Regions from separate parts of the Pan troglodytes genome. Here region 1 is linked to region 2. The links are chromatin contacts, called in public Hi-C maps. All regions are on one chromosome and are shown on one strand. The core of a region is the stretch at or near the end of the contact, and the rest is flanking DNA. Distances in the headings are between cores, read along the strand shown.

What was found. Hi-C and Micro-C count contacts between places; a contact is called where the count stands out from the background.
Region 1: a contact with region 2 is called in a Hi-C map of induced pluripotent stem cells, with 2.8 times the contacts expected there. The contact joins two enhancer-like sites. A contact is called at or near these places in 2 of 7 Hi-C or Micro-C datasets (induced pluripotent stem cells and stem cell-derived neural progenitor cells).

What each region holds. Positions count from the first base shown.
Region 1 is chr7:48,285,038-48,291,850 of NHGRI_mPanTro3-v2.0_pri, reverse strand. It overlaps IDO2 (indoleamine 2,3-dioxygenase 2), which reads right to left. Exons shown (of 11, transcript XM_054656458.1): 7 at 5,608-5,707; 8 at 3,734-3,851. Among named protein-coding and RNA genes, the nearest start is that of IDO2, 27 kb to the right of the region's middle. Within about 2 kb of position 3,395, at least 2 of the 24 cell types and tissues checked have an H3K27ac peak or open chromatin away from gene starts, as enhancers often do. A contact at or near this core is called in induced pluripotent stem cells, where this site is marked.
Region 2 is chr7:47,748,622-47,755,104 of NHGRI_mPanTro3-v2.0_pri, reverse strand. All of the region lies in intron 7 of LOC735522 (disintegrin and metalloproteinase domain-containing protein 5), which reads right to left. Among named protein-coding and RNA genes, the nearest start is that of ADAM18, 130 kb to the left of the region's middle. Within about 2 kb of position 2,899, at least 1 of the 24 cell types and tissues checked has an H3K27ac peak or open chromatin away from gene starts, as enhancers often do. A contact at or near this core is called in induced pluripotent stem cells, where this site is marked.

The DNA of each region.
Region 1 (6,813 bases), core at 2,146-4,645, 540 kb before region 2:
ATGGAAAATTCCTTCCATGAAATCAAGTGAACTAATGAGAAAGGAACAGTAGCAGAAGTTCACACTACAGCTTAGCCCCAATTTACTCAAAAAGAAACCTGATTTAAACGCATACATTAAATGGTTAGGAAGAAACCCTTCAACTCCTCATTACTGCTAAAAGAAAAAATTCTTAACGCTGCCAATGCGCCGATGGGTCAAGCAAAAGCTGGAAATTCTGTTAATTTGGAAGTAAATAAAGGCAAACATTTCCATGGCTTCTTGGGGAGAAAAATATCCTTCACCTTGTCCAAGAAGAACATTACTTCCTAGAGAACAGGGGCGATCAGTAAGCATGCCAAAAAAAGAAGAAAAAAAAAACACATGTCTTAATAATCTCAACACTTGAAAGTCTGAAAATAGTTTAACCTTCCAATGAGTCAGAAAGCTCAGATCTGGCTGAGTCTCTGGAAACCAGCTCCAAAGAAGGACTGGATGCAGACACACACGGTTGACAGGCGGCAGGCAGCGGCAGACTGACATAGATAGGGTTATGTTTCCAGTACCGTGTGGACTTCTGCCTTATGGGGGCAGATTATGAAAATAGACCGGGCTGGTTCTGTCTTCCACTCAGAAGTGAGCACTTTACAAAACTGAGAAAAGCTGGGCAAAGGACTAGTGACTCAGGTACCAGGAGGGTGGCTCTCCAAAACGCCACTGCAGTCTGCAACAGGCATTTTCTACTCAGCCCTGAGTGTGAAGGGCTCTACGTGCCTGGAAAGGAAGTATTTATGGATGAAGGGATTAGAGCTCATGACTCTTGCTAAAGCTGGGCTCTGAAAGAAGCAATTGTTTGGTACGCTCCATTTTGGGGAATGGAAGCAGAGGGAAAAAGTCCAGCCAAGCTCTATTTATCACGCAGAAGAAAGTTTATCATTACAAACCAGAGACAATGACTGGAGCATTCAGGTGATTCCTTAAATCTTGCGGTTCTAGTGTGTGTTACTATTTTTGTAACTTTATTTCTTGTGGTTACTATTGCTGCATAGAAACCACTCCAAACATAGGGTTGTGAAAAAACCACTATATTCTGTTGATGGGGAATCTGGGCAGGACAAGATGGCAATGGCTTGTCTCTGCTCCACAGTGGCTGGTGCCCCAGTTGGGAAGACTTCAAGACAGGACATAAGTTGGGATGGGAGCCTAGAACCATCTGAAGGCACCTTCACTCCTGGGCAGAAGCCAACTGGAGAACCCACACATGGCTCTTTGATGTGGTTTGCCTGTGTCGTTTGCACAGCAGAGTGATCTCAGGGTAGGTGGACTTTTCACCTAGTGGCTCAGGACACAAGGTTAAACCTGCGTCACCTCTTCTAGTCTTGCCTCAGAAGTCTGTGCTATCCCCTATACTACATTCTATTGGCAACATGTACATCACAAGTAGGGGCACAGAGTCCACCCCTGGTCGAAAGGAATACCCAGGCCACGCTGTGGAGGAGCGTGCAGGATGGCACAGGGCCATCTTTAGAAAACACAGTCCAATCCATTCAGCTATTTCTCCATATAGATGAATGTGACTAGGAGTAAAACACTGAAACGAAATTATGTCTGTGTGGGAAAATGTGCCTTTTGAGAAAACAAGGGCGGTAGCCCTGGGACCTCCTTAGACGATGAGACCTCCTGCAGAGGCTGAGCAGGAGAACACAGTGGGTTGGCCTGGGCCTAAGAAGTGAGTCTGAGCTGGGCGCAGTGGCTCACGGCTGTAATCCCAGCACTTTGGGAGGTCAAGGTAGGCAGATCACCTGAGGTCAGGAGTTCGAGACCAGCCTGGCCAACATGGCGAAACCCCATCTCTACTAAAAATACAAAAATTAGCCGGGCATGGTGGTGCATGCCTATAATCCCAGCTACTAGGGAGACTGAGCCAAGAGAATCACTTGAACCCGGGAGGTAGAGGTTGCAGTGGCACTGCACTCCAGCCTGGGCGACAGAGTGAGACTCCGTCTCACACACACAAAAAAAAAAAACGAAGTGAGTCTGAAAGTGAGCCCTAGGAAAGCCTGTGACAGTTAGACACTGCATGCACCATCTTACTGCTACGTACACTGGGACCTGGTGGAAGGTTTCTCATAATCTTCCAAAATTGCTTCCTTTTGCTCATCCATGTGATCTGAAGACACCTGCACTATCTCCCTAATAGCCTTGATATCCTAAGTGATGGACTCAGGCTTTCTTGGCAAAGCTAAAACACATCTCATCTCATTTCAGCTTGGCAAAGCCACCATACAACTTAAGGGAGCTGTTTGGCAGAAGACCTACTGATGTGATCATGAGGGCTTTAAAATTAAAATTCAAGGAAATAGAGAAAATACAAATATAAACTATAAAACCAGGAAGTGGATAATACCTAATCCTGTGACTTCAGATAGATTTCTACTAATGCTGAGAGGCTGGGATGACAAATTATATTTACTTTTTTAATACAAGATAATAAAGCTTGGCAGTACCTAGCGTCTTTCTCCCTCCCTCCAGTCCTGCTTCTTGTAAACACTCTCTTTTCCCAGAATCTTTCTTTCCTACAGGGAAGCAAGATTCAGGGAAAATGATACTTAGACTCTGATATTCTCTTGTTAAGAAACCACACCCCTCTCTCACATCCTCCTAAGCACATACATTCTTCAGATTCCTCTGAGAGAAGAATTTGAGGAGCCTTCCAGATGCTGGAAACTGAATGCAGTAACCAGAATAAGATGTAACCGGTCCAGGAAGGTTGCGCCCCATAATTGACCATGCCTGTGTTAAGCAGATTAACAGGGAGAGGCTCCCTAATGGAAACCGATATTTATTGTGGAATAGGGCATTGCAATGGGAATACGTGTGCCATAACAAACCATGTGGGTATTCAGAAAGATAAAGGAAGACAAAGGTTTTTAAAGGAAAAATGAGGACAATTACATAACTTTTGAGATCATTAACCTTGGCTATGAGCATCAATAAAAAGGGTGGCACAAGGCCGATGCTGGAAAGGCAGTTGCTGGGCAGATGTTGTTGTGTAAGTATTTTTTTGTGTATGTAAGGTTGTGATGGCCTTTGTGCAAGGTGGTGATTTTTTCAGTCCTTTGGAAAAGATTTTGTTATCAGGCATTTATACACGGGAGCTCTCTCTTTGTAGCCTTCCCCAGCTCTATTTGTCAAGTTTTAAAAATTTTTCTTCAACACAAGTGACTCCATGTTGATTCTGACAACTTTCCTACCTTTGACAACTCAGCCTGCCCTAGCTACAGAAAGGGAACACAGGCCATCCATTAGACAAGGCTTAAAACCAAGGTCAGACATCTCAGGAACCAACACAGGGGGTTAGAATAAAAGGGGCATTACAGAGTGTAGACAACCTGCTCTGCAGTACCTAACACTGCAGGATGGGGCACGCGCGATCAACATTACTGTGCATCCCATCCCCTCCTCTCAAGCTTCAGGCAAGACCTCAACATGCCTAAGAAATATCTGGCCACTGCAGAAGGGAAACCACCTTAATCATGGGAGAATATAAAGGAGAGGGAGAATACAAAGCTGTGACAATAGCTCTCCAAGATAATACGTGTTTTAACCTAAAACAAAGATAGTCCACCAGCGTCATCTGGTGGATGAATGTATTATCACCCCCTTCAGAACATGCCTGGTCTCCAGGCCCTCTTCCCCTAAGCAGAGCCCAGGACCCCTGGGGGATCCTTCAGGAGCTTCGGAAGCATCTTACCATGCATCTGTCCTAAGGTTTTGGTGATGTCCTGAATAGACAGTCTCAGTCGCTGCAGGGCTTGGAGCAGGGCCTCCTGGTTGGGCTGCAAGATAGCATTCGTGGCCTGAACAAGAGCCTAGGGATGAGATTCATGTACACAACTTATTAGCACTCCCTTAAAGTCCATGCAGGCAGAGTAAGCCTCATACTGTGGGAACCCAGGGGAGGACCGGACAGTTTGTCAGAGCTTCCTCGGAACGTCCTAAGCTAGATCCACTGTGGGGTCGGCCTGACAGCCAGAAGCTCCCTGGGGACCTCCCAGACAGACCCCTAGGTAAGTGTTTCTGGAATTTCATCTGGCTGTTACTTCTTGCACCTCCCAAGGGCCTGAGTACTATTATTTTACTCTTCTTCTCTCGGATTTGTCACATGTTATGATCAGTTCTACTGCATCTCCAACTGGGGCATCCTTGCTCCGAAGCTCTCATATAAAGTCAGATTTAAATCTGTGTTGAAATCTGTGTCCCCACCCAAATCTCATCTTGGATGGTAATCCCCACAGGCTGATGGAGGGACCTGGTGGGAGGTGATTGAATTATGGGGGTGGGCTCTCCCATACTGTTCTCATGATATGAGGGAGAGTTTTCACAAAATCTGATTGTATAAAAGTGTTTGGCAGCTCCCCGCTTTGCTCTCTCTCTCTCCTGCTGCCTCGTGAAGAGGTTCTTGCTTCCCCTTCACTTTCCTCCATGGTTGTAAGTTTCCTGAGGCCTCCCCATCCATGCAGAACTATGAGTCAATTAAACTTCTTTCCTTTATAAATTACCCAGTCTCAGGTAGTATGTTTATAACAGTGTGAAAATGGACTAATACACAGAGAGATTCTACAGAGCCCCCAGCTCTAGAATCCCCTCTGCTGGGAAGACTTCCTTGTCTTCCTTGAGTCTCTACTTCATCTGAACTACACTTGGAAGGCTGATATTTGACTCTGTATCTTCTAATGGACTAAACACATGGATGAGAACTAAAGTAACCATGGAGTTTAACTACTGAGAGAGAAAGAAAGCGCTATAATATACCAGCAATGGGTCACCCTATTGAGGACCAGTAGGTGCTCAACATATGCTTATCAAGGGAGGTAGTGTTGGCTGGGCAGGGTGGCTCACACCTGTAATCCCAGCACTTTGGGAGGCTGAGGCAAGCGGATCACTAGGTCAGGAGTTCGAGGCCAGCCTGACCAACATGGTGAAACCCTGTCTCTACTAAAAATACAAAAATTAGCCAGGCATGGTGGCGTGCACTACTTAGGAGGCTGAGGGAGGAGAATCGCTTGAACCTGGGAGGTGGAGATTGCAGTGAGCTAAAACCACGCCATTGCACTCTGGCCTGAGTGACAGAGAGAAGGCAGAAATCTAACTGAAATATTTTTAGGCAAGGCATTAACGCTGTAGTTGATCACAGGCTGCATCACTGTCTTTTGTCTTCTATCCAGCCTTCCTGGTACCTGTCTGACTCCTGAAGAATTTCCAGTTTGAGGCCTGGTGCAGTGGCTCACACCTGTAATCCACGTTAATCCATCTTCATCCACTGTATCCATCATAAGCTTCTGTCAGGGCTGGGAAAATGTCTGTCTTGTTCGATCTAATTTCCCATTGCCCAAACCAATGCCTGTTTGTTGAATGGACAAAAGGTCCATTCCAAGTTTTATAGGAATTGAGAAAAGGGAGCAAATATGGTGGCCTAGAGCTTAGATCTCTTCTCTCAGACTTGAACTAAGCAGGACAAGGTCTATATTCATTCGTATTGAGAAATCCACTGCAGGAAAGGCACTGAGTGGGAAGTAAAGCTCAAGCTCATTTAAAAAGAAAAGGTGCTATCAAGTGAGAAGATACCTTTATCCCAGGCACTGCTGCTTTCTCCACCAAAGCAGTCACCAGTATAAAACCATGCAGGCTCTCTCCCCCAGGAAATGAGATGATGGTCTCCAGGTTCCTTGGGAAGGAGAGGAGCACATGATTAGAGGTGTGGAGACTGTACCGTGAGTACTCACTGCCCAGAGGTCCCTGCCGAGTTAGATAACTGCAGGGTGGAATCACTGCACAACTTTTTCCTCTCCATAAGACAGCCCTGAGGATGGGCATCTACCTTCAGCAACATTCAGGGAGGAAAGAGAAGAGATAAGTTCAATTTCATGTTCACCTGACAGGCAGCCTCCCAATGTCTAGCATGGCTCTGATGGTCCTGGACCATCTCTGCAGTGGAATAACTGGCTGAATGAGAAGTTCCTAGTAAGAGATGTAGCTGATTCTCCACAGGGCTAGAGAGACCCAGGCAACAGCTAAGTCCATGCTCTTTTTTTTGCAGGTATGAAACCATGGTCCAGAGAAGCAAAGCAGCTTGTCCAAGGTCATATAGCCAGCTAATCGCAGGACCAGGCTGGGAAGAGTTTCACAACTCAGGCCAGTGCTGCCTCTAATCCGTTTATATGTGTATTAGTTCGTTCTTACACTGCTATAAAGAACTACCTGAGACTGGGTAATTTATAAAGAAACGAGGTGTAATTGACTCAGAGATCCTTAGGCTTACCAGGAAGCGTGGCTAGGAGGCCTCATGAAACTTTTCAATCATGGTGGAAGGGTAAGCAAGCATCTTACATGGCGGCAGGAGGTGGGGGAAGTGCCACACTTTTAAACCATCAGATCTTGTGAGAACTGGCCAGGCACAGTGGCTCACGCCTGTAATTCCAGCACTTTGGGAGAGCGAGGTAGGCAGATTACCTGAGGTCAGGAGTTCGAGATCAGCCTGGCCAACATGGTGAAACTCCGTCTCTACTAAAAATACAAAAATTAGCTGGGCGTGACGGGGCATGCCTGTAATCCCAGCTACGCAAGAGACTGAGGCAAGAGGTTGCAGCGAGCCGAGATGACGCCACTGCACTCCAGCCTGGGTGATAGAGTGAGACTCTGTTGCAATAATAATAATAATAATAATAATAATAATGAGATGTTGTGAGAACTCACTCACTATCATGAGAATAGCATTGGGGAAATCCAACCCCATGATCCTGTCACCTCCCACTGGATCCCTCTCCTGACATG
Region 2 (6,483 bases), core at 1,650-4,149:
GCAGTGTAAGCAGAAGCACCCAAGATAATCAAAATAGCTGAGGAATATGATCCACATAGACTTTCAAAGGCATATGCAGTGAAGTGGTGGGACAGTGGGCTGGGAGAAGGGAAGGGGAGAGTGGAAAAGCATTAAAACTATAGGAAATCAGAGAAAATGCTGGCCTTCTGTTCCTTAGCTTCTAGAATTAGGGAGTTGTTATATAATCCAAGCCAGCAGCTGAAGATTATCTGGCTAATACTTAACTTGATTATTCTGGAATGTGCTTTTTTTCTGTAAATCAGCCTAAGTCAAAAGAAAGAGGAACTCTCATCTCTGAATCAAATGGCAGGAGGGGCCAGCTGGGAGGACTCATTTCCCCTGGATCCTATACATATTACTCGGCTCTGTGGCTGTACTGCAGTGCAGGTTAAATGAATTGGTCCCATTAGCGAGCTGGTTATATAGGAGTTAAGAAGAAATTACTTAGGCAGATACTGAGGGTACGGGAGTCCTCAGTAAGGTTTTCCTTTTAATGAAAAGCAACTCCAAAATCATTTTCTTTTCTAACAAACATCAGCCTGTAAAATCAAGCTGCAGACATAGACAAGCAAGCTAGAAGCTTGCACAGGCGAATGCCGGCAGTTGTGCCAATAGGAAAAGGCCACCTGGGAATAGGCATGTTCAAAATGGCAGCTCCATCTTCTCTTTGCCAGCCACACGTACAGTAAGGAGCAGACAAGATGGCGCTGGCCAAGTAGAAAGTCCATTTGCATAATAAGATTAGGGCGGGGCAACCAGCCTTCCCTGGGCACCATGTAAACATTACACCTGATCAAACCAAACTGTGGGGCCTACGGAAATCCAACACTGCCTCCTCCATCCTGCCTATAAGATCTGGAGCAGTCCGCCGCCGGCCGACTTTTCCCTTTTGGACATCTCTCTCTCATAAGAAAGAGCAAGCTGCTCTCCTCTCTCCTTTCTTCTGCCTATTTAACTTCCTGCTCCTTAACCCATTCCATGTGTGTGTGTCCATGTCATTAATCTCAGAACGAGACGACAAACCTCGGGTATTTCCCCAGGCAAGGATGCTGCTTCAATAGGACAGCTCCTTTAGACGAAGGAGACTCTGTAATTTGAATGTCAATGTGAGGAAAAGGGAATGCACATAGAAAAGCAGAAAAGTTGACAGTGCCACTTGTGGCAGGATTTTACTGTCATTGTGAAAATTATATGAAATGATTAATTACAGTAAGGCTCAATGTTTCAGCATAGTCTATCACAATAATAAGACTTCTATCAGCTTCTAAGTGATGTAGTTCTTTGCAGTCTGCTGGTTTGTCTGCAGCTTGGTGGTCACAGAAGCAGTGCTCTGTGCCAGCTGGATGAGGCTCATGCACCCTGCGACTGATGCACCTGGCTGAGTCTCATTTGCTCTGATTAGTCACTTTTGCCTTCATTTGCTGGAACTAAAATCCTGAGAGTTTACTTGCAAAGGGTGGTGTCTGGTTACATAATTAAGTTATTTAGTGGTGATTTCTGAGATTTAGGTTCACCCATCACCTGAGCAGTGTACTCTGTACCCAATGTGTAGTCTTGGAAAAAAATTTTAAATGTACCTAATCAATTTGTGAACTTTGGCAAAATAATTTAAAATCAGAGTGTTAAGTATGTCAATTAGCTTATATTTGCTGTTTTTGATAAAGTAAAAGAAGAAAGAGATATGCTAAAGGAACAAACTGTTCCGATTGTAAGGAGAATCCTTATCTCCAGCCATTCACACTCAAAGTAAGAAACTATCTCACATCAAGGGTGTAACTATAGTACATTTTGTTGAGGCCTTTGAGAGATTTAAGATTGTACTTAGTAGACACCCTTAGTTATACAAAAAACGGTTTCTAATATTAAGGGAGTTGTCACTCAGAAGCTTGGCAAGCCTCCCAGAGTAAAGGTGCCTATTTTTTAAAGAATTTGTGAATGTGGCTTTTGATGAATGGACTAAACTATAACTGGATACACAGAAAAGCCAACATAAAATTAGAAACTATTGTGCATCAGTGGACACCATCAACTGAGTAAAATGGCAACACACAGTATGGAAGAAAGTATTTGCAAATCATATATCAGATAAGGAATTAATATCCAGAATACATAAAGAAATCCCCAGTCTCTATAACAACCATAGCAACAAAAACAACAGTGCAGTTAAAAGATGGGCAAAGGACTTGAACAGACATTTCTCCAAAGAAGACCTACAGATGAGAAATAAGCACAGGAGAAGACACTCAACATCACTAATCATTAAGGAAATGAAAATCAAACCTACAAGATGATACCACTTCACACCCATTAGAATTACTATTATTAATAAAACAAACTGAATATAACAATTGTTGGTGAGAACGGGAAGAAACTGAAGTCCTTGTGCATTACTAATGGGAATGGAACATGGTGCAGCTGCTGTGGAAAACAGTATGACAGCTCTTCAAAAAGTTAAACATAGAATTACCATACGAGCTAACCTTCTACTTCTGGGTATATACCTACAAAAATTGAAAGTGCAGACTCATAAAAATATTTGTACACCAACGTTCATGGCAATAATACAGGAGTTATTAAGAAACAGTTTTTAGGCCACTAGAAAGGGTAAAGGTTCTTGGTGCAAATTTTCCTATAATAAGAAACAACCCCCTGAAACATTTCTTACTTAACAGAAAACGCAACAGGAAGGGCCAGGCCAGCAAGCTTTGATATGCAAATGCTGATGATTAAAATCTGGGTCCACTTAACATGGCGAGTCCCACCTTTTCCTTCTTGTTACCAGGTGTGCCAAGTATTATGGCCACCTTTAGATAACACCATGTGATAAAACAGTGTGGTGACCCACATTTGCATATTAAAGGGCTAAGGTAGGAGGGCCAGGTTTCTCATGGGCTATGTGGATGATACACCTGGTTAAACCAATCCCCTGGGCCCTACGTAAATTAGATACTGCCTCCTTTAGCTTCCCAATATAAGCAACTACTTCTTTGCTGCACCTGGGGTTCCTCTTTGTTCCGAGCCCCCCATTCCTTCATTTATCAGAGCTGTATCATTTTGGTTCATGGGCCGAGAATTCATTCATCGGAGTGGTGAGTATTAGGAGCGAACTTCCACCTTAAATCTGTCCTTTAATTTCAAGGCTCTCCTCCAGCTATCCTGTCGCCAAACTTTTCTTCTCTATCTGTAGTCTCTTACTCTCTGTGTGTGTGTCGAATGTGTGGGTACTTTTATGGGCTAGCGAAATAATCCTGTTAGGCAAGATCAGGAAATGCTGTAGACTGGGGATATAGCTCAGGAAAAATGCCATCGCAACCTTCTAGGAAGAGAGTTCTCGCCTTTCACCCACAGTGAGGTCACTCACTGCTAATGAGCACATGTTATTTCTAAGCCAACAGCGCCATCTAGTGGAAATAGAAATCCTCTTCATAAGATACATTGCCAGTCCTTTGCTGCAACAGTTAGGAGTAAGATGTCTTCCATGGCCAAATTTTAGTCTGGATATTGTCCCATCAGCAGGAAAATGGCCATTCAGTTGCTATATTCTTTTAAGGCACCTATTCTGTCTCCAATTAAGATAGTACTTAATTAGTTAGGGGATTTTAAATTCAGAAGATAACCGGAACCATTTTTTAAGGGTAAATGCTTTAGCACGGGCCATAATAGCAGGCAATCTAGCACATTGCCTACATTAAAGGAGCCTTGCCCAAAGGTGACACAGTCTCTCCCGAGATCCATTTTTCGGGGAGCCAGGAGGATCACACAGCTTTAGGAAGTCAGAGAGGAATCACACAAGGCGGAGAAGCTAAGGTTGCATGGGTAAAGTGTGGTTAGTCCCATCGCTTAGTTCATCTGATTCCATGGTTTGAAGGACCATGCCTTCAACCATGGGTGGCACATTTAACATGGGGCCAGGATCCAGAAACCAGGGAAGGAAAAATGTCCGAGGATTCTCCTCCACTCTGGGTCATATGGAAAGGAAGGAGAATAAGAGGACGCTTTTATTCTCTTTTCTTTTCCTAAATGGGTAACAAATTATCTTCAGCTTGCACCCCTCTGGAATGCACTCGGAAACACTGGCACTTCCTTAACCTCAGAACATTGAAGAAAAAAGCAACTCATTTTCTTTTCCACAAGGGCATAGCATTTTTACTAAACCTTTACAAGCATTGTAAGATCAACCCAGCTCTTTGAGCAATCATATCAGGCAGGCCCAGGGAAAATAGTTCCCCAAAATTAAAAAAGCAATTTCCAGGGGAACCATCTAAGGATCCCCCTTAGTTGGGGCCCCTTCAAGTTCACTTCTGATTATAGGACCTTAAACAAATAAAGGGAGACTTAGGCTGATTTTCTGATGACCCTGATAGGTATATAAAAGCTCTCCAAAATATGAAGTAATGTCATATTGGTCCTAAGTCAGACCCTCACTGCAGCTGAAAAGCAGGCAGCTCTGCAAGCAGCAGAGAATTTTGAAAATGAACAATGGTGTATCTCCCATAATACACCAAAAGGTAAGAAAGCAGATTGGGAAAGTGAAAAAGTAATAGAAACACCATTCCCAATTGGGAGGGAAGCAGTTCCAGTAGACAACTCTAACTGAAACCCCAATAGCTCAGGAGCTAGATGGAAAAGAAAGCACTTTTTAATATGCATTTTAGAAGGCCTATGAAAAACCAGGACCAACCACTCAATTACTCTCAACTATCTATAATAAAACAAAAGCCAAATGAGAATCTTGTAGCCTTTATGGAAAGGCTGAGAGAAGCACTAATAGAACACGCCTCTTTATCCCCTAATTCAGTCAAGGGACAGCTCATCCTGAAGGACAAGTTTATTACACAGGCAGCTCCCAATATTAGAAGAAAACTACAGAAGCAAGCTATAGGACCAAATAGCACCTTAGAGAACTTCCTGAAGGTGGCCACTTCAGTCTTTTATAATAGGGACCAGAAGGAGGCCCAAAAGAAAGAAAGAAAGCTCAGAAAAAGGACAAAGTCTCTAGCAGCAGCTTAGCAGGCTTGCAAAGTCCAGGATCCCCCAGGTGCATCGGCTAATTGCTATTAGTGTGGCAGGCCAGGGCATTTTAAGAAGGAATGCCCAGGCAGCAAGACGAAGCCACCTCAAACCTGTCTAGTTTGTGGCACAAACCACTGGAGATGAAACTGCCCCCAGAGGTGGAGGTTACTGGGTTCAGAAACAGTCTCACAGACGGTCCAGCAGGACTAATGGGTCCCATGGCTCAAGCCCCAGCTCCAGCAGCTCAAACTGCCATTATAGCACAGAAACCCCAGCTAATTCTGGAAATTAAAGAAAGTGGACCTCCTTCTAAACACTAGAGCCAGTCTCTCTCTTTTCTCTCGTCTGTAATCCAGGCCTCCCCTCTTCCCATAGCATGACTGTAAGGGGCATCTCAAGGAAAACTCTAATCCAATATTTTTCTCAACTTTATTTGCAGTTAAGAGGACCTATTAACACATGCTTCCAAGCCATTGTCATGATAGTTCTACTATTCAAAAAAGCCTCCAAGTTAACCCTAGGAAATAATTTAACTATGTACACTCCACATAAAGTGGCAGGATTACTGTCCTCTAGGGGGAGCTCTTCTTAGCTAACAAACAGTGGTTAAAGCAAGAAGTGCGTAAGGCTGAATAAACAGTAGTCACTCTCCCCAGGCACAGGCACTCAAATAGCTAAACTAATAGCTCTGACAAGAGCACTTGAATTAAGCAAGGGAAAAATAGCTAACATTTATACTAACACTAAGTATGCTTTCATAGCTCTCCATGCTCATGCTGCCATTTAAAAGGAAACACATTTTCTTACCACCAATAAATCTATAAAATGTCACCAAAAAATTAGCAGGCTATTATCCTCAGTTTTTCTATCACAAAAAATAGCAAAAATGCACTCTGAGTAACATCAAAAGGAAACAGATAAGGTAGCCAAAAAATATAGGTTAGCTGATCAGACAGCTAAGTCAGCGACAAGGAAACTTCAAGGCATTAACACGCTTCAAGCCCTTCTAATCTAGGAACGCTCCATAAGAAAAATTAACCTCAGTATTCCCCTGCAAAAATAAAATAGGCCACTTCTCAAGGGCATACTTTTCAGCCCTCAAAATGGCTATGGTCAGAGAATGGCAAACTCCATTTTCCAGCTTCCAGCCAATAGAAAGTCCTTAAAATCCTTCACCAGGGGCCAGGCATGGTGGCTCACGCCTGTAATCCCAGCGCTTTGGGAGGCTGAGGCAGGCAGATCACCTGAGGTCAGGAGTTCAAGACATGGTGAAACCCCATCTCTACTAAAAATTTTTTAAAAATAGCTGAGCGTGGTGGTGGGCACCTGTAATCCCAACTGCTCGAGAGGCTGAGGCAGGAGAATTGCTTGAACCCAGGAGACAGAGGTTGACCCAGTGAGACAGTGAGCCAACCCAGTGAGCCAACCCAGTGAGCCAATACGGTGCCA